Linked DNA regions of Capra hircus: region 1 is linked to region 2. The links are chromatin contacts, called in public Hi-C maps. All regions are on one chromosome and are shown on one strand. The core of a region is the stretch at or near the end of the contact, and the rest is flanking DNA. Distances in the headings are between cores, read along the strand shown.

Region 1 (4,278 bases), core at 1,536-4,035, 60 kb before region 2:
CCCATACGCCTCTCACCTGTTTATAAAACTGCTGGTCCCCTAGAGCTCTTGTTTTGAGAAACTCTTCACTATTGAACACTCTGTGTTCATAATTCAAGTGATTCTTCACTTCCCTGATGAAGAAAGACAGTCTAAGTGTTGAAATGTTTTCAAACACATGAAAAGCATATTGTGTTAGCAGAAAAATGATGGCCAGAAACACACAGTTTGAAAAGCCCTGTCTGCATAAGGATTATTGAGCTCTGAGGGTTTGAGTGTAACCCGTGGTCAGGCTGGCCTGTCACTTCAATATAGCTTTCCTCCAGCTGGAATGAAGCTCTGGGAGGCGGGCAGGGGGACGTGGGTCTGTCTTGAGCCCCTTAGCTCCTTATTCAGATGAAGAAGATGTGATCGTCCGTGATTGTTCATGCTAATAAGACTGAGTTCAGGGTGGTGACACAGGAAGGGCAGACAGACCCTGGGTATTAGCCCAGCGTGGCTGCCAGCTGGACCCCTACTGGCCACTTCCAAATCTGCATTCCACGGGGACTTGGCCACACGACGTCCCAGATCTCATGAGATAGCTACCAACAGAATCAATAACCGTACAGAGCATATTCAGGACGTGGATGCTCAATGTTTTCCCTCTCCTGTGAGGAGAGGCGTGACTTCATCTAGGGGAAGCCAGCTTTTAGAATCATACTGTCTGCTTTTTAATGACCTAAACTCATCAAGCTTGCATGTTCTTGCTCAGTCGTGTCCAACTCTTTGTGACCCCATGAACTGTAGCCCACCAGGCTCCTCTGTCCACGGGGATTCTCCAGGCAAGAACACTGGAGTGGGTTGCCGTTTCCTACTCCAGGGGAGCTTCCCGACCCAGGGATCGAACCCTTATGTGTCTCTTATGTCTCCTGCATTGGCAAGCAGGTTCTTTACCACTAGCGCTACCTGGGAAATCACTCATAAAAGATTCCATATTAAAAGAACAAAAGGGAAACAACGTTTCTATGACCACACAAATTATAGTGCCTTAAGCAGAGAGCTAACGCAACCCACCTATAAGGTAACATCCCATTTTTCTTCTAATAGATTATTTGCTTTACGTAAGGAAAGACGGCTAAAAAACACAGCCATTAAAATGTTGAATTACACAGTGTTGTCAAGCGGGCCAGCTCTGGTCTAAACCATTCCCAGGCTGGGTCCGTCCAGATCAGAAGAGGACCTAGAGTTGCCACTTTCCCTGCCACGCACGACCCGAGGGGGAGAGGAGGAACAGAGGGGTGAGACAGGGGAGAGAGAGGCTGCAAGACAAAGCAGAGAAAAGAGAACCGGAAGGGAAAAAAGGCTTTCCTACCAATAACTTCACCACAAAGTTAACATGAATGTCGGCACAGGTCTACCGGACATTCCTTACAGGACTGCACATTTAGGCCAGAACAACCACTGGGCCCTGCACTACATCTCGGTACAGCAAACACACTGCGCTGTGCACTCGACCGACTGGGCTCAAGAGCTGGCTCCCAACAACACACGACAGACTCCGATGCTGAAGGTGACGGCAATGGGGAGAAAGAAGAAAAGCTTCTAATGGGGGCCAGTCCTGGGTGCTAACCAGCCTGGGCTCTCCTTCGGGTGGGCTGCAAGCCCCAAACAGTCCATTTGTCCCTTGACCCGGGGCTGACCGCCCACGGTAGTCCTTTGCAGGAAAGACGAGGGGGTGGGAAGGCCCTGGGCAGGGCTGACACACTCCCAGGGATCCTCCTGGGTGCAGGGGCCTCTGCCACATCAGTCCTGGATTTCAGTCCCTGAGCTTTGGGGCCACGGCCGGCGTGGAACTGGGAGCAGGCTGGGGACCAGGTGACAACCCTGGAGGGGCTTTAAATACCTGAAGATGCTGACAAGCAGCTGCAGGGTCATCTGCTGGATCTGGCAGTTGAGCCGCTGCTGCCAGGCCCGCCTGGAGGCCCGGCCCTCGTTCACGTCTGTGCTGGTGCAGAGGTGAGCCAGCTCCAGCTCGTGGTGCAGCTGAAGGCTCTGGACCCTGGAAAGGAACAGAGGGATAGTGACCACAGCTCAGCCCACAGCATGTGACCACTGCTCACGGGCAGGAGAGAATCCTCCAGGGACAGCTAAATTGACCTTCTTAGGATGCTCAGAACACCTATCAATACCGGGGTGGGGGTTGGAGAGGGGATGTTGTTAAAAACACATTCCGGCTGGGAGTCTATTCAAGTCCCAACACAAACAGCTCACTAGTGAGGAACCCACAAAGGCCTTGTCTTTGGACCACAGGTGTTTTTGTCCAAGCTGAGTCATCCCGTCCCTCTTTTCAACACTCCCTCTTCCACAACGGCCAAAGGGTTCCCAGAGGGCCTGGGCACGAAGGCCCTGCCCAGTCAGGTGCGGGTGCTCGAGGCGTGGCCACCCGTTCGGGGGCGGTTCTCGGGGACGGGGGCTCCCAGGGATCTTCATCACACAGGACCCCCGCCTCCCCAGCACCAGCCATGGCTGCACCTTTAGATGCGACTTTGGACACCAAGGAGAGAGTCGGAGGCTTTAAATATGCAAATAAACCCACATGACACGTGTCTAGAGATCCGGCGGGGCAGGGGGACACGGCAAACACACCCTCTGCTCAAGGCGAGGAAGACAGCATGGCACAGGGCGCCCAGGCGCAGGGGCGTCTTCCCACCAAAGACGCTGGGTGGGTGCTCAGGCACCTGGTCCCCAAGAGGAGGCCCATGGCCATGGCTTGGATGACAGTCCCAGGGCCCTTCACAGACATGCCACCAACCACGCACAGGTTAGTTCACGTTTATAAACAGCCCCTTGTGGTGAGCCTGAGACGCCACCTCCCACCCCTGGGGGTCTGACCAAGTGAGAACCCTGGGAATGTTCTAGAATTCTCACAGTAACAAGTGGGCAGAGGCGAGGTCTCATCTTATTGGATGTGCTCCACCCAAACAAACACTTGAGAAGCTTCGTCAGACGCTGGCCAAGATCAGTCCTCAAAAATCGGGGAATGCGGACTTGGCTTATCAGAAACCCAGACGGTGAGGAATGTGGGTTTCGCCTTCTGAGTTCACACAGGGAGACACTCCACCAGGCCACCTGGCTGGGCCCTGTGAGCACGACCCACCAGTCACGCGGGCCTCCACACCCGCAGCCCAGGCTCTGGGTGCTGTAAGATGGTTTACGATGGGAGGACCACTGATACAGGTGGCGCTCCCACCGACTGCAGAAACCATCCGGGGAGAGGGAGTAATCAATGCCAAGATGTGACAGGCTGAACTGTCTGTTCCCCAAATTCCCACGTCGGAGCCCTGACCCCCAGTACCTCACAGTGTCTATGTTTGGAGTTGGGGCCTTCAAAGAGGCAATTAAGTTAAAATGAGGTCATGAGGCTGGACCTACTCCAATATGATGGGTGTTCTTATAAGAGGAGATTAAAACTCGACACCCCCAGGGGCACGACCACGTGAGGACACAGGGAGGAACCAGCCCTACTGGCACCTTGACCTTGAACTTCCAGCCTCCAGGACTGGGAGGCAGTAGATGTCTGTCGCTTAGGAGGTGTTTGTTACAGCAGCCCCCACTGACTGATACACAGTAAGAGGCACAGATGAGAATAGCCAAGTTACGGAGCCAGAGGAGGACCACCCGCTCCCTCCCCTGCTCTCAGGCCTCGGCTCAGCCTGTGTCTGACCTCCTAACAGCAGACAAGATAAAGGGGGACAGTGAGCAGATGGGAGACGGCCAGTAGCAGCTGCTATGCTCACCCCCGCCCCTCGCCCTGCAAGGGTCTGCCCATGAGTTCCACACCCGGCCTGCCTGCGGTCCACACTAGGGCTGGAATACTAAAAGCAGGATCTCTCCCACTACCACCTTACTAGGTACCAAAGAGGGGAATGTCCCTCTGCAGGACCCCCTGAGGGGGCCCGGCTCTGTCCTCGCCCACCCTGGATCCACCTTCATCCTGGCACAAGTAGTGACCACACCTCCCCTCACTCGCCCCCGAAGACACTCGTGGGGCGGCCCCTCACTGCCACGCCTCTCCCACCGCGACAGAAGCCGTGGGACCTGCGGAGCCTCACCAGTTATCACCTGCCCTCTTTGGGAAAAGTGCGTCAGGCCTGAGCTCGGCCAGTAAAGTGTAGTCATAGAGACGGCCACGACACAGTCACGGAAAAATAGCAGCACTGAGAGCGAGCTCTGTGTGGGGGGAGGGGCGGGGGCAAAAGGGGAAGACAGCTGCCCGTGCAGGGAAGGGCAGGGGTCACAGCCGTCAGGGTCCCCAGC
Region 2 (4,060 bases), core at 838-3,337:
GCCAGATTCCCGAGGGGCTCCGGCATCCCCCAGGGCGAGGGGCTGCACCCAGGGCTCTGCCTGCTCAGCCCCCGCATTGGGGGTCCCCAGCTTCTTCACAGGGCCCTCATCCCTCCTGGAGCAGGGCTGCTTCTGGACTGGAGTCACCCCCAGTCACCCTGCGGAGCCTCCAACACCTCACAGTGTTACCCTGTCTCACTGAGGAGGCAACTGTGGCTCCAGGGGGGCACCCTGGGGGGGCACACCCCTTCTCACCCACCCCCTGTCCAGGGGAAGCACCCACATTTCTGAGGCCCAGGGTCATGCTGGGCCTCAGGGTCACTCGCTGGGGCCTGGAAGGAGCCTCCAGGGACAGCAGGAGGGAGGTCCTGGCCATCGTGGGCGAAATGGGAAATGACAGTGCCCTGTGTGCCTCAGTGTGTGTGTGTGCGTGCACGTGCGTGTGTATGTGTGTACATGTGTGTAGATGTGCACATGGGTGTATGTGTATACGTGTACATGTGTGTCCGCATGTATGTGTGTACACGTGTGGTTGTGTATACATGTGCACACGCATGTGTGTACATGTGTGTACATGTGTGGTTGTGTGTGTGTGTACATGTGTGTGTGGTTGTGTACGAGTGTGTGTGGCAGGGTGGGGAGGTGGGGACAGGGACCCTCCTGGCTCAGTCCCACCTTCTGTCTGCCAGTTCTTTCCACGCAGACACACACTGACCCACTCCCACCTCAAAAAACAGGCTCCAGCGCACCTTCTGGGACCCCTGATCATTACCCCAAGGGCCCCTCCCCAGGACCCTGGCTTCACACTGGCCTGGGGCTCCCACCCTTGCTGCCCAAATGAGGCTTGAAGTAGGTTGAAGAGTGTGCCCCCACAATTCATGATCACCCAGAACCGCAGCATGTGACTGTATTTGGAAATAGCCTTGGCAGATGTCAGTGGTTAAGGTGAGGTCAGAGCGGGTGGGGCGGGAGCTGGATCCAGGGACCAGTGTCCTTGTAAGAAGAGGAGGGACAGAGACCCGGGAGGAGGCCACATGAGGACAGAGGCAGAGACTCGAGTGAGGTGGCCTCAGCCACGCGACATGGGGAGCCACCAGAGCAGGGAGGGGCAGGAAGGACCGTGCCCTGGAAGCTTCCGGAGAGAACTGGGTCCTGCTGGCACCTTGATTTCAGATTCCAACCTCCAAAGGATGAATTTCTGGCTTTTTAAGTCAGTCTCGGGCATTCGTTCAGCAGCTCTGGGACAGACACAGGGCTCACCCCTATCCCATCTCCTCAGCTCCGGTACTCTGGCCAGGGGGACAGATCTGGGCAGTGGGGCACCCAGGAGACCCCCACTCAGACCTCCAACTGTGGGTGGCCTACCGGGACCCGCCTGCCCTCTCTGAACCCCAGTGCTCCATTCAAGCCACACGCCGTCTCCCCTGGGCTCCTGGGCCTCAGAGATGAGCCCAGTGGGTGTGGAGACCTCTGCGTGGCCACGTGGCTCAAGGTCTCCCCGATGACGATGCCCCCCTGCCCCGAACATTGAGATTCAGGGAAGGGGAGGGCCACCCAGGTTGCTCTTCTAATTAACCCTGCTGGGATGTCTGCTTCCCAGAGGACCTGGGCTGGATACTGCATTGTTACCCCCATATTACAGACCCCAAAACTGAGGCTCAGACATGGGGAGCGGCATGCCTAGCCCCAAGAGCTGCCCTCTCCCTCTCCTGGGGCTGGGAGGGCCGGGAGTGAGAGCAAGAGGTCTTTGCCCCCAGCCCGGCTAACCCCTATCCAAGCAGCTCCAAGGCTCCCACCCCCGCAGGCAGATCCCCCAGCTGCGCCTGGTTGCCATGGTGTCGGAGGAGGAGGAGCAGATTCCTGAAACGCATCCAGAACTTCACCCCAGCCCCTCCTTCCTCACTCCCTTCTCCAACATCAAAGCCTCCTTCTGTCAGCTGAGGCCTGGCTACTTCCTCCCCAAGCAGCCAGGGAGCACAGGAGGTGAAGGAGGTAGAGGGTCCCGGACGTGAGTCCCAGGACTCCAGCCCAGCCCCTTCCCAGAGCAAGGGCTCCAGACACCCACCCTCAACCTCCCCACTGGACTGGCCAGACTCCCCATCACTGCTCACAGGGAAGAGTCCTGGGCAGTTTGCAGGGCAGGCGGGCTGGTTCCAGCCTCTGTGCCTGCAGTTCCCTCCATCTGCAATGCCCTTCCTCGTCCTGGCTTCCTTGAGTCTCGAGGCTCCCGCTGCCTCCCACACCCGCCTTCATCACAGTCATTTCCTTGTTGCACGTGGACCTGACGCTCCCATGGGACTGGGAGGTCTTAGGGATACAAACTTCCATGTCAGCTTTTTCCTGAACCTCCAGCCCCTAGGCCAGGCAGATGCTCAGTGAAGACGCAAGGTGGGAAAGGAGGGAGGGAGGCAGGAAAGAGGCAGGGGAGATGGGGAGGTGTACGTCCATCAGGCCACCCTCCCACGTTCACACGGACTCACGCAGGCAGGCTGCTTCTGCTCACCGTTGTCGCTCACACCTCCCAGCACAGATCTCACTCCTCTGTGGCCGACAACTGCTTCCTGCCTGGTCCCAGCTCACTGGGCTCTGTTCCCTGAGGGTCCAGCGTGGAATCAACAGGTGACAGACTGTCACCATCGTTGGATGGCATCACCGACTCGATGGACCTGAGTCTGAGCAAGCACTCGGAGTTGGTGATGGACAGGGCTGCAGGCCATGGGGTCGCAAAGAGTCCGACACGACTGAGCCACTGAACTGAACTGAAACTGTCGCTGGGTTCAGGAGGCTTCTATAAACGCACGTATTCATCAACACCTCGAGACTTGAAGCACCAGCAGGCCTGCTACTTCCAAGCCCATCATAGGTCACAGGCGGGCTCAAGGTGGGAAAAGGGAGTAAAAGATGGATATTTATCAAGGTCTGAGCGGGGCGTTAATCCCAGTGCCCCTCAGCCCCCGCAACCACCCTGGCAGTTAGTTTGAGGAGCCACAGATGAAGAGACCAAGGGTCCGGGAGGCAAGGTCACTGGCCACGAGCAGACTCTGCGCCAGTCTCCTGGAGAGGAAGAGCAGGTTATGCCCAGAAGCCCTTGGCCATGGGGCCGGCCAGCTGGGGCACAGGCAGCGCTGAGAGGGATACACGGGCCAAGGCAAACGGTGTTATATATGCACCTTGGAGCCCCTCTTGTAAGCTGGACCCATCTCAAGTGGGGAGCAGAACTGGTCAGACCCATCGGTCTCCCCAGACTTTCCACTGAAGACAAGTAGGTCCAGCAGAGGTCGCCTCTGAAGACAGAACTGGGACAGGGTTGGGAGGAAAAGATGGTGCGTAGCACTCTCTTTGCACAGTTCTGGGACTATCTGAATTTTACCAAGAATGTGTGTCATTGTTATTACTGAAAAGAAAAAGTGAAAGTGTTAGTCGCTCAGTTGTGTCCAACCCTTTGCAACCTCATGGACTGTAACCTGCCAGGCTCCTCTGTCCATGGGATTCTCCAGGCAAGAATACCGAAGTGGGTTGCTATTCCCTTCTCTAGCAAATCTTCCCCACCCAGAGACTGAACCCGGGTCTCCTGCATTGCAGGCAGATTCTTTACTATCTGAGCCACCAGGGGTGAGAAGAAAATGAACATCCGATGACCCTGAGGTGCTTCTGCGCCGTGAGACAGTCATGGCAAAGCCCCAGAGAGGCTGCCTTCCCCCGGCCCTCCGCCTCCTGTGGAAGTGCATCCCACAAGCTAGGCCCCAGACCCAAAGGTGGCCATGCATTCATCCCTTCCGTCATTCATTCTTTCACGACTCTGTGTTAGGCCCCTGCCCACCAGAAGTCGCTGGTCTAATGGGGAGACAAGCACAAGGACCACACACCACAAAATAAGGCAACTGGTTCTGGTGAAGGTGGTGCAAGAGTGTGCCTGTGGGAGCAGTCCGGGAGGGCTTCACAGAGGAGACAGCTTTGAGTGGACACCTCTCACAGGATCAGAGATCTTGAACATGAGGACCTGGGCTCTGGGCTGGCCAGAGCAGAGCCCCAGCAGAGCTCACCCCCTTCCTTCAGCCTC

The links. Hi-C and Micro-C count contacts between places; a contact is called where the count stands out from the background.
Region 1: a Hi-C map of blood shows a contact between it and region 2, with 2.8 times the contacts expected there. The contact joins two enhancer-like sites. A contact is called at or near these places in 3 of 5 Hi-C or Micro-C datasets (all in blood).

What each region holds. Positions count from the first base shown.
Region 1 is chr14:79,369,613-79,373,890 of ARS1.2, reverse strand. DENND3 (DENN domain-containing protein 3) reads right to left here. Exons shown (of 23, transcript XM_018058637.1): 9 at 1,865-2,020; 10 at 17-113. Among named protein-coding and RNA genes, the nearest start is that of DENND3, 22 kb to the right of the region's middle. Within about 2 kb of position 2,785, at least 1 of the 5 cell types and tissues checked has an H3K27ac peak or open chromatin away from gene starts, as enhancers often do.
Region 2 is chr14:79,309,553-79,313,612 of ARS1.2, reverse strand. No RefSeq gene overlaps it. Among named protein-coding and RNA genes, the nearest start is that of PTK2, 29 kb to the right of the region's middle. Within about 2 kb of position 2,087, at least 1 of the 5 cell types and tissues checked has an H3K27ac peak or open chromatin away from gene starts, as enhancers often do.